Linked DNA regions of Zea mays: all the other regions are linked to region 2. A link is a contact called in public Hi-C data. All regions are on one chromosome and are shown on one strand. The core of a region is the stretch at or near the end of the contact, and the rest is flanking DNA. Distances in the headings are between cores, read along the strand shown. Region 1 holds the start of LOC100280322. Region 2 holds the start of LOC100193563 (WD repeat-containing protein 50). Region 3 holds the start of LOC103626447.

Region 1 (2,700 bases), core at 11-2,510, 250 kb after region 2:
AGAGCACATAATAACACTCATGGTTGCACTTTATTCTTGGGTGGTTCTCCATATTCTAATTAACAAGTATGATCTTGTTATAATTAACAACACAACATAAACTTAAGAACATCATCATCTTTAATGAAAACCAACATAAACCTAAAGTTATAGCAACTGGAATAACTACTTAATTAAAAACACAGCCCATGTTAAACAAGGATTTGATTGATAAAATCTAGGTGTATCTAAATAGGTAACTCATCCAAATTATACATAACATAAACTTTAGTTAACATAGAGTCGATCTTAAGAGCAACTCTAAGGCTGACTGCAGCGGTTGCCGCCAGCCACTCCTCTCCCCTTGCATGGCGCCTGCAGGGGGCGCTCCACGCGCGCAGCGCTGCCCCCTGCAGAGCCCCCTAGCGCGCGGTCCCCTTCTCTCTCTCTCTCAATCTAGGGGATCACTATTCATCCCCTACATCATTGTGATGTGGGTCCACGAGTAATTGTTAGTAGATAAAAAATTGATAGTTAATATAGAAAATGATATTTTATAGTTGTAGTGGGGTATAGAGGGAGTATTTAGGGGGAACCACTGCGGGAGATGAAAAAATAGGGGGTGAAATGTTGATGATGTGACCCAAAAAAGTGATATAGGGGAAAAATTTAGGGGTAACGCTTGCGGATAGCCTAAGAGGCTCTATATTCTTCCTAATCTATATAAATAAAGTTTTTAAAAAAAAACCCTCCAACAGACTAGCAAAACGACTATCCAAATATAGTCATATTCTATTCCGGATTTCTCGCTAGCCAAATATAGAAATGTGATTATGTGAATGACTATCTAGAGTGTATATAAGATATAGAAAGACTTGGAAATTGAAAAAAATATAGAAAGTGATTTTACGCAAATAACTCTACAAATAATAATTTAGCGAACTCTTGAAGTTGTTCTAAAGCTATCTCCACATCTTTTTATTTTAAACTTAAATATATAAATAAAACAATCTACATTATAACACAGTGCACAACAATAGTTGGCTTGGCTATAGCCTAACTCAAACTCCAAACGACAAGCAACCACAGAAGAAGCAAACCTACCGCTCGCAGCAAACAGCAGTGCTCTCCACTCCGAATCCGCCACGTCTCCTCCGGCCGCACGAATCCGGCGCAAAAGGCCCGAGGTGACGACGCCGGTGCACACGCGATTCTATCGCCGACATCCGGGTCTCGCCTGTAGGGCCACAGCCAGTAGCGGCTCCGGGCCCGCCTGTCATACGAAGCCGAGTCCCGCGCTGGTTTCTCGTTAACTAATAAGCCCTCACCGCGCGCGAGGGTGGAGTAGACGCAATCCCACGCGAATCCCATCGGATCGAGTCCATCAGCACGCCGAAGAATAAACCGTCGTCGAGGAGGAAGTAGGGGGCCGCGAGGTGGACTTCAGGATGCAGGCGCAGAGGTCCCCGGCGATGGCGGGAGGTGGCGGCGCCGCCACGGCGGTGGCGGCTGGGGCGGCGGTTGGGATGCCGTCCCAGGCCACGCTGCCGGTGCGGCGGCGGTGCGAGGGCACGGCCATGGGAGCCATCACGCTTGACCTCCGCCCCGGGCTCGGCGTCGGCCCCTTCACCCTCGGTGAGAACCCTAACCACCCGACGCCCCGGCAGGAATAGGCGGTCTCTGGCTGCTTCCTTGCTTTGCCTCTCCGTTTGCAGGGAAGGGAAAACACTCAAAAAGACTTTCTTTCTTATGTAGAGTAGGAGTTTAATTAGATTTACAAACTTTACTCTCTTAAGTAGAGTAGGAGTTTAATTAGATTTACAAACTTTGACCCAATTCCGACTTCGCAATCGGTGCAGGCATGCCGATATCGGATGCGTTTACACAGATAGAGCGGCAGCCGAATATCTACGACGTTGTCCACGTGAAATACTTCGACGAGGTTTGTGAGACGAGGTGCACGCGTTTGTTGGATGCCAAAATATTCTTACCTGATCGGCGTTGTTGGTTCTGTGGCTTCAGGAGCCTCTCAAGCTGGACTTTGTCATTAGCTTTCCGGACCATGGATTTCACCTACGCTTTGATCCTTGGTCCCAGGTATGCTCGGGCTAGTAGCTAGTTTATTACATTATTAGGATTTTGTTCGGACATCGCCAATGCTGAATTGAGGATGTACGTGGAGATTAACTAAGACTAGTGGACCACTTTTGCAAAATGAATTGGAGTGTGTTATCCATTAGCCTACCCCCAACCCTTGTGGCTTGATGTTGTTTTTTGAGTGTGTTATGCATAACATGTAGATTTTGTAGTTTGCATCACTGAGAAAAGGAACTCGTCATGGTTAGTAATTATAATTTCTGTATAGGGGAAATAATCTTTGAGAATGTGTGACATGTGGAAATGACACTTGCTTTCTTTCATTGTCCTTCAGGCTTGAGAAATCACTAAACTTGTGTGGTTTGTATTTTCCTTGCAGAGGCTCCGTCTCGTAGAGATTTATGATGTTAAGAGATTGCAATTGCGATATGCGACATCTTTAATTGGGTAAGGATATCTTGATCATGATTTTTTTCATTGTTGAATCTGTGTGATGAAACAGTGGAAGTACCCAAATAAATCCTGTTCAGATATGTTATTACACTCATTTACATGAACCCTTCAGCACAAGATTAAGTGGTGTTACTGATCATTGTCTTTGTTTTCACTTTCAGTGGCCCGTCA
Region 2 (2,700 bases), core at 46-2,545:
AGCAAACATGACAGGTGTAGCAGGACCATGACAACAATTTGTAGTCAGATATGATTGTAGATGAGCAGAATAACATGATCCTCCTATACTGCTTTATATGTCCGGAGAACAATAACACAAAGGAAGAAGTCTCTGTCTATCTCTACAATACTGCATAATAAGATAAACGAAACACTACATAAACAGGTCCAGTTAATGAGGACAATCAGTAGGGATGAAAACGGTAGGGAACAGTCGGAAAAATACCTCTACCGTTTTCATTTTCCATTTTCATATTTAACTTGCGGGACGAAAACAAAAACGGGATATATCGGTAACGAAAACGAACGGGATAAATACGGGAATCGAAAACGAAATCGGACGGGAACCGATATTTTTGTTTGGTAAAATCACACCATGAAACCATATATTCAAAACTTAACAAAAATAAAAAATTGCAAACCCAAGTCTTAATTAAACATAGATAAAAGCCATGTAAATCCAGAGCACACATAGTTTAATGTAGCACATAAGTCTTGGGTAGGCTCTTGGCTAACATAAGAAGCCATATAAGTCTACTAGCACACATGACACAATATTAAGTTTAGAACACATATTCATAATCACTTGCTCACATCAGGATCACTTAGCACGCATAGACTATTACAACCAATGCTGGTGCTGCGAGGAGCAGAGAGTGCGGCCTGTCCGCCTGTGGACAGCAGCCCCTGGAGGCCTGGACGGCGGAGGCTTGGTGCCCTTGCCTGCGCTGAACAGAAACAGGCGGGCGTCCAAGGAGCTGCCACGAGCGAAACGAAGTGAAATGAAAAATATGAATACCCTGAGATTGTCACACGCCCGTGCTGGTGCAGCCGTGCAGCGAGGAGTCGTGGCCCGTGGACAGCAGCCCCTGCACGGCGGAGGCTGGGAGCCTGGAGAGGTCAGAGGGAGAGGGACGGCGGAGGGCCGGACCGCCGGAGGCTGGGAGAGGGATGTGCTGGGCGTTTGGAGAGAGGGCGGCTGGACAACGAGTCTATGACGTGCCTGGACAACGAGTCTATGACGTCGCCGACGTGCCTGGACGGCTGGACCTGTTCGGTGGTCGCCTCTCGCCCAGTCGCCTGGTGCCCTGGTCTGCTTCTCGGCGGCTCAGAGGGAGGACGAGACGGTGTGACCTGGTGCCCTGGAGCACTGCGCACTGGCGGCTGTAGGTGGAGGGAGGACCGGAGGAGGGAGGAGGGGGGCGGCGGCGTACCTGGAGGGCGGAGGACGGCCGACGGCGGCAGCGTCTGGCTCTGGCTGCTCCGCGGCTGTGCGTGTGGGCAGTTTGGCGGCTAGGGCTGTGCGTGTGGGCAGTTTGGCGGCCGGAGCAAGCTTGCTGGTTAAAGGCCCATTAAGGCCCAAGAACTCATAGACGCACAGAACATCCGTAGAACGGGTAAAACGTTGAGAACGTGGGTTCCGACGTTTACACGTCGCTTAAACATCCAAAACGGACGTTCTACGCAGTTTTTTCAAAACGTACGGATGTATAATACTTACCCAAAAAGTGTAAAAGAGAATATAGTTGTTTTACATGTATATGTTTGCCTCCATTTATTATAGCATGTGAACAAATACCTCAAACGTTAGTAAATAACCCTATGACACCTAAATAAGTCATGCATCATGCCGAGTTTTTACTTGATTGTGCATATATGGATAATAAAATAAATGTGGTATTAACAAAATATTAATATATTAATAGACAAATGGAATTTAAACTCTAAATTTGGAAAACAAAACTCTAAAGAAATGTGGAGAGGGAGGAAAAGAAGTACACAAAAAAATATAAACAAAATAAATATTATAAATAAAAGTAAGACTAGTATGTTTAAATTATGGAACAATTGGATATATACCATTAAAAGATCCAAACTTTAGATATATACCATGGACCCCACATGTCATTGACTCATGTGGACCCACATGTAAGTGAGATAGTAATGGTATGGATCCAAAGTGGTGATCTTTTAATGGTATGGATCCAAATTTCCCTTAAATTATACTTTCAATCTGAGGAGAATTTATCAACAGACTTTGTGTTTGAAATTTGAATTCAAATGAGAAGGGGAAAATATAAATCAGAAAAAAAGAAAAGAAAATAAAAAGGAAAAAGGGTTGCGCTCGGGCTCACTTTACCTCGACCGGCCCACTCACTCGCGCGGCCCAACTTATTCTCCACGCGCGCCGTTACTCTAACATGCGGGGCCCTTGGGCAGACGCTCTCTCACTCGTGTGGCTTCTCCGTGGGGCCCACCGAGCAGCCTCTCAGCGACCGCGCGCTGCCGTCTTCCCCGCGCAACGCCCACCTCCGCGCATGTCGCGTATCCAGCCGCTAGCTTCGGAGTTGTTTAGCTGCAAGTACCCGACCTCGCCTACAAGTATCGGGCCCACGACCTCGCCGCTCTCGTTGCGCTCTTATCGCCACCAAATCTTCGAGCCATTCACTGTTGTGCCTTGGGCTGTCCACCGTCGCGGGGAATCCTCTGCGGACGCGTCGCGTACCGGAGCTCGGGTCTCTACGCGTCATCCGCCGGTAAGATTGATTCCTTAGCGCTCCCCTCCATCTCTTGATCATGTTTCGCTGGGTCGGTCTCGTGGTCACTCAAGCCACGGGTCGCAAATTGTCGCCGGCCATGCGTCGACGCGGCGCACCGTGGGCGGTGCCCTGCGCTTGTT
Region 3 (2,700 bases), core at 92-2,591, 250 kb before region 2:
TGTCCTCGCCTTCAGACATGTCTTGAGCATGGTCCAGTCCAGCGGTATCTGACTCCATTTGCTTATCTTCGATAGCCACAGCTTCAACAGCGCTGTCATCCGTCTCCGAAACCACCACTGAACCAGGCACCTTCGGCTGCCTTGGTATTTCGTTGGCATCCACATTGTGCATGCCTCCATCACCACCAGCAGCAGGAACAGCGCCAGAGTCTGTCACCTTGGTGCGATCCAAATCTCGAGTGCCTGCTCGCAGATCTGGATCTCTCCTGCTGCCAGTGTAGTAGCCCCTCGTCCTGCTCCTGCTTCTACTTCTCCTCCTCCGATCAACTGTGCCATCAGCCAAAGCCCGGCGATCGTTATGCGAATAGGACCTTGACATTGGTGGTCTCTTCAGCTCATTGTAGTCGCGTGTCCGGCGGCCACCCCGGTCAACGTCACCGCCATCGTTGTATTTACGCCTCTCGTCAAAGCTGTGGCTCCTCCTGTCCCACCCCGACCTCTTGGCTTCCCTGTTGTCGTCCCACTTTGAGCCACGGTCCAGGTCCCCGGCTCCACTTCCACTCCGCCGCCACCTGGGGCCGTCGTCCTCGTCTCTCTTCCTCCCATAGCTGGAGGGAGCGGGAGCGGGAACCGGGGCAGGAACGGGAACGGGAGGCTCGGGGCGGTAACTGTGATTGTGATTTGGGTCCTCCCTTGACAGGAGAACGTGCTCGGGGAGGAGGCCTTCGGCGACCAAGTAGTGAGCGGCCAGGCGGCCGGCCTCGAGCAGGATGTCGCCGCGCGAACGCCTCTCGGCAGCGGCGGCGAAGCCGCTGGGGAGGGGATTCTCGTCGTATCGCCGCGGCGGCGGCAGCTCGGAGCTGCGCCTCTTCGGCTGGGGATAGGGCGGGTCACGCGGGCGGCGCTGGTGGCGCGGTGACGGCGGGGCCGGAGATCGGCGGCGGTAGCGTCCTCCCGACGGCGGCGGGTCACGGCCCCGAATGCGGGACCTCGGCAGCATGAATTCTCTGCGGCCCCCGGCGCGGAGGAGCTGCGCGTTCGGTGTGTCTGGTTAAATCCGGCGGGGGCTCTCCCTCTTCCGGGAGGCGCAATCGAGCACCCAAACCAAGTCCCGCGTCAGTTCAGTGGCGTGCGTTCGGAGATCCGGTGTCGGCGCGTCCTTCCGTGGTCCCCGTCAGCGGAGGCGGCGGCGGCGCGCTTGTAGCCCCGGAGGCGGCGAGATTTGGCGCTGCGGCTGTATGCGAGGGTTTGGTTGCGACTTGCGAGTGGCGAAGGAACCGACGAGGCGACGACACAGATAAGAGGAGTGCTCCCTCTCTCTATGCCTCCTGTTGTTAGGGCATGTAGTACAGTGGAGAGACACTAAAACGGTTCTCCAAGCACAGAAGACAACTAAGAGACTCTATTGTACAATGGACTGTCTATAAATATAGTCTATTAATAAATACAGAATTAAATGTATTTGTATAACATCAGATCGATAGAACAGACGACAAATTCGTACAGTGCGAAGTGAGGCGTCTGTTGCTACTTGGTTTACGAGCTAGAGACGTCTCTTCACGGAGAGACGACACTAAGATTTTTTTGCAAATAACCCCCTTAAACACGTTAAGAGCCTCCACATTAACTGCTGGATCCAGTGTGTGCCACTGCCACCTGGTGTGTACAGTAAATTGTATTCTAGCCTCTACACGTACTTGATTCTACCGCCGCCGGACAAAAAAAACATATATATTACTACTCTATTAACGACTAGTTTGGGAGACAAAACAGGAGGGGATTGAAGTGAATAAAATCTCCTTATTCAAAATTGAATAATAAAGGGATTTTAGCTCCTCCAATCCTCTCTGGTTTTGTGGCTCCCAAACTAGCCTGTGTTCATACCCTGTGTGCGCCGGCGTGTCTCCTCCCTGTGCCCACGCATGGAACCCGCTCGACGTCCTCGTCGTGTTCCTATCCACTGCGCAGTCCTCGCTCGCTCCCCTCGCTCCATGTGTCATCCTCCACACGCACAGGGCCCTGGCGCCCCCATCCGTCTCTCGAACTGGTCCGTGCTTGTTGCCCTCCTTCTGAGACAGCCACCGCATCCCCCTCCCTTTTCAGTTGGATGACTCGCACTCCCCACTCCCGTCGCGACCGGCCCTCTCCTCCCTGACGTGCACCTCAAGCCCGCCGTGACGCCCTCTTCTCCTTCGACCTACGCCTCTAGATACACTCGTGCCTAGATCCGATTCGGGGTGCCCCTGCAAGGGATGAGGTCGAGCTGGTCGGAGGGGCATCGGAGGTGTGGGTGGGCAACGTGAAGAAGAAGCGCAGACGTAAGATGTGTGCGGGGCGGCTAGAAAGCGCTGTCGTGTCGTGGCACGAGACGGGAGGAAGCTTCCCTTCTGTGAGGTTGTCGAGGTGAGCGTCATCCGCACCATCGTTTGCAATGAGGTCCACCGCATTGCGGCTAAGGGCGATGGAGCAGGGTGGCTAGGTGTTTGATTTGGCGTCGGATCTGTCAGTTCCCAGGTCATTTCCCAGCGGCGGTTGTCCGCTCCTGTCAGACTTGAGAGCACCTAGAGGAGGTGAATAGGTGATCCTGCAAAAATTAACTCTAAACAAGACCAACTTGGTTTATAACAAGTGTTAGTAGAAACCAAAACCAAGTTGAGATGAATAGAGGTAGAGAGAAGAAGAGAACTATTCACTTGATTG

The links. A called contact is a pair of places that touch in the nucleus more often than the background predicts.
Region 1: a contact with region 2 is called in a Hi-C map of ear, with 3 times the contacts expected there. The contact joins the promoter of LOC100280322 here to the promoter of LOC100193563 in region 2. A contact is called at or near these places in 4 of 25 Hi-C or Micro-C datasets (bundle sheath, ear, leaf and 1 more).
Region 3: a Hi-C map of ear shows a contact between it and region 2, with 2.0 times the contacts expected there. The contact joins the promoter of LOC103626447 here to the promoter of LOC100193563 in region 2. A contact is called at or near these places in 2 of 25 Hi-C or Micro-C datasets (ear and leaf).

The regions. Positions count from the first base shown.
Region 1 is chr5:62,639,339-62,642,038 of Zm-B73-REFERENCE-NAM-5.0, forward strand. It overlaps LOC100280322, which reads left to right and starts at 1,261. Exons shown (of 15, transcript NM_001153248.1): 1 at 1,261-1,614; 2 at 1,839-1,921; 3 at 2,002-2,076; 4 at 2,456-2,523; 5 at 2,691-2,700. The coding sequence starts at 1,428.
Region 2 is chr5:62,389,179-62,391,878 of Zm-B73-REFERENCE-NAM-5.0, forward strand. LOC100193563 (WD repeat-containing protein 50) reads right to left here and starts at 1,296. Exons shown (of 2, transcript NM_001138672.1): 1 at 1,235-1,296.
Region 3 is chr5:62,144,060-62,146,759 of Zm-B73-REFERENCE-NAM-5.0, forward strand. LOC103626447 reads right to left here and starts at 1,342. Exons shown (of 5, transcript XM_008646858.4): 1 at 1-1,342. The coding sequence starts at 1,000.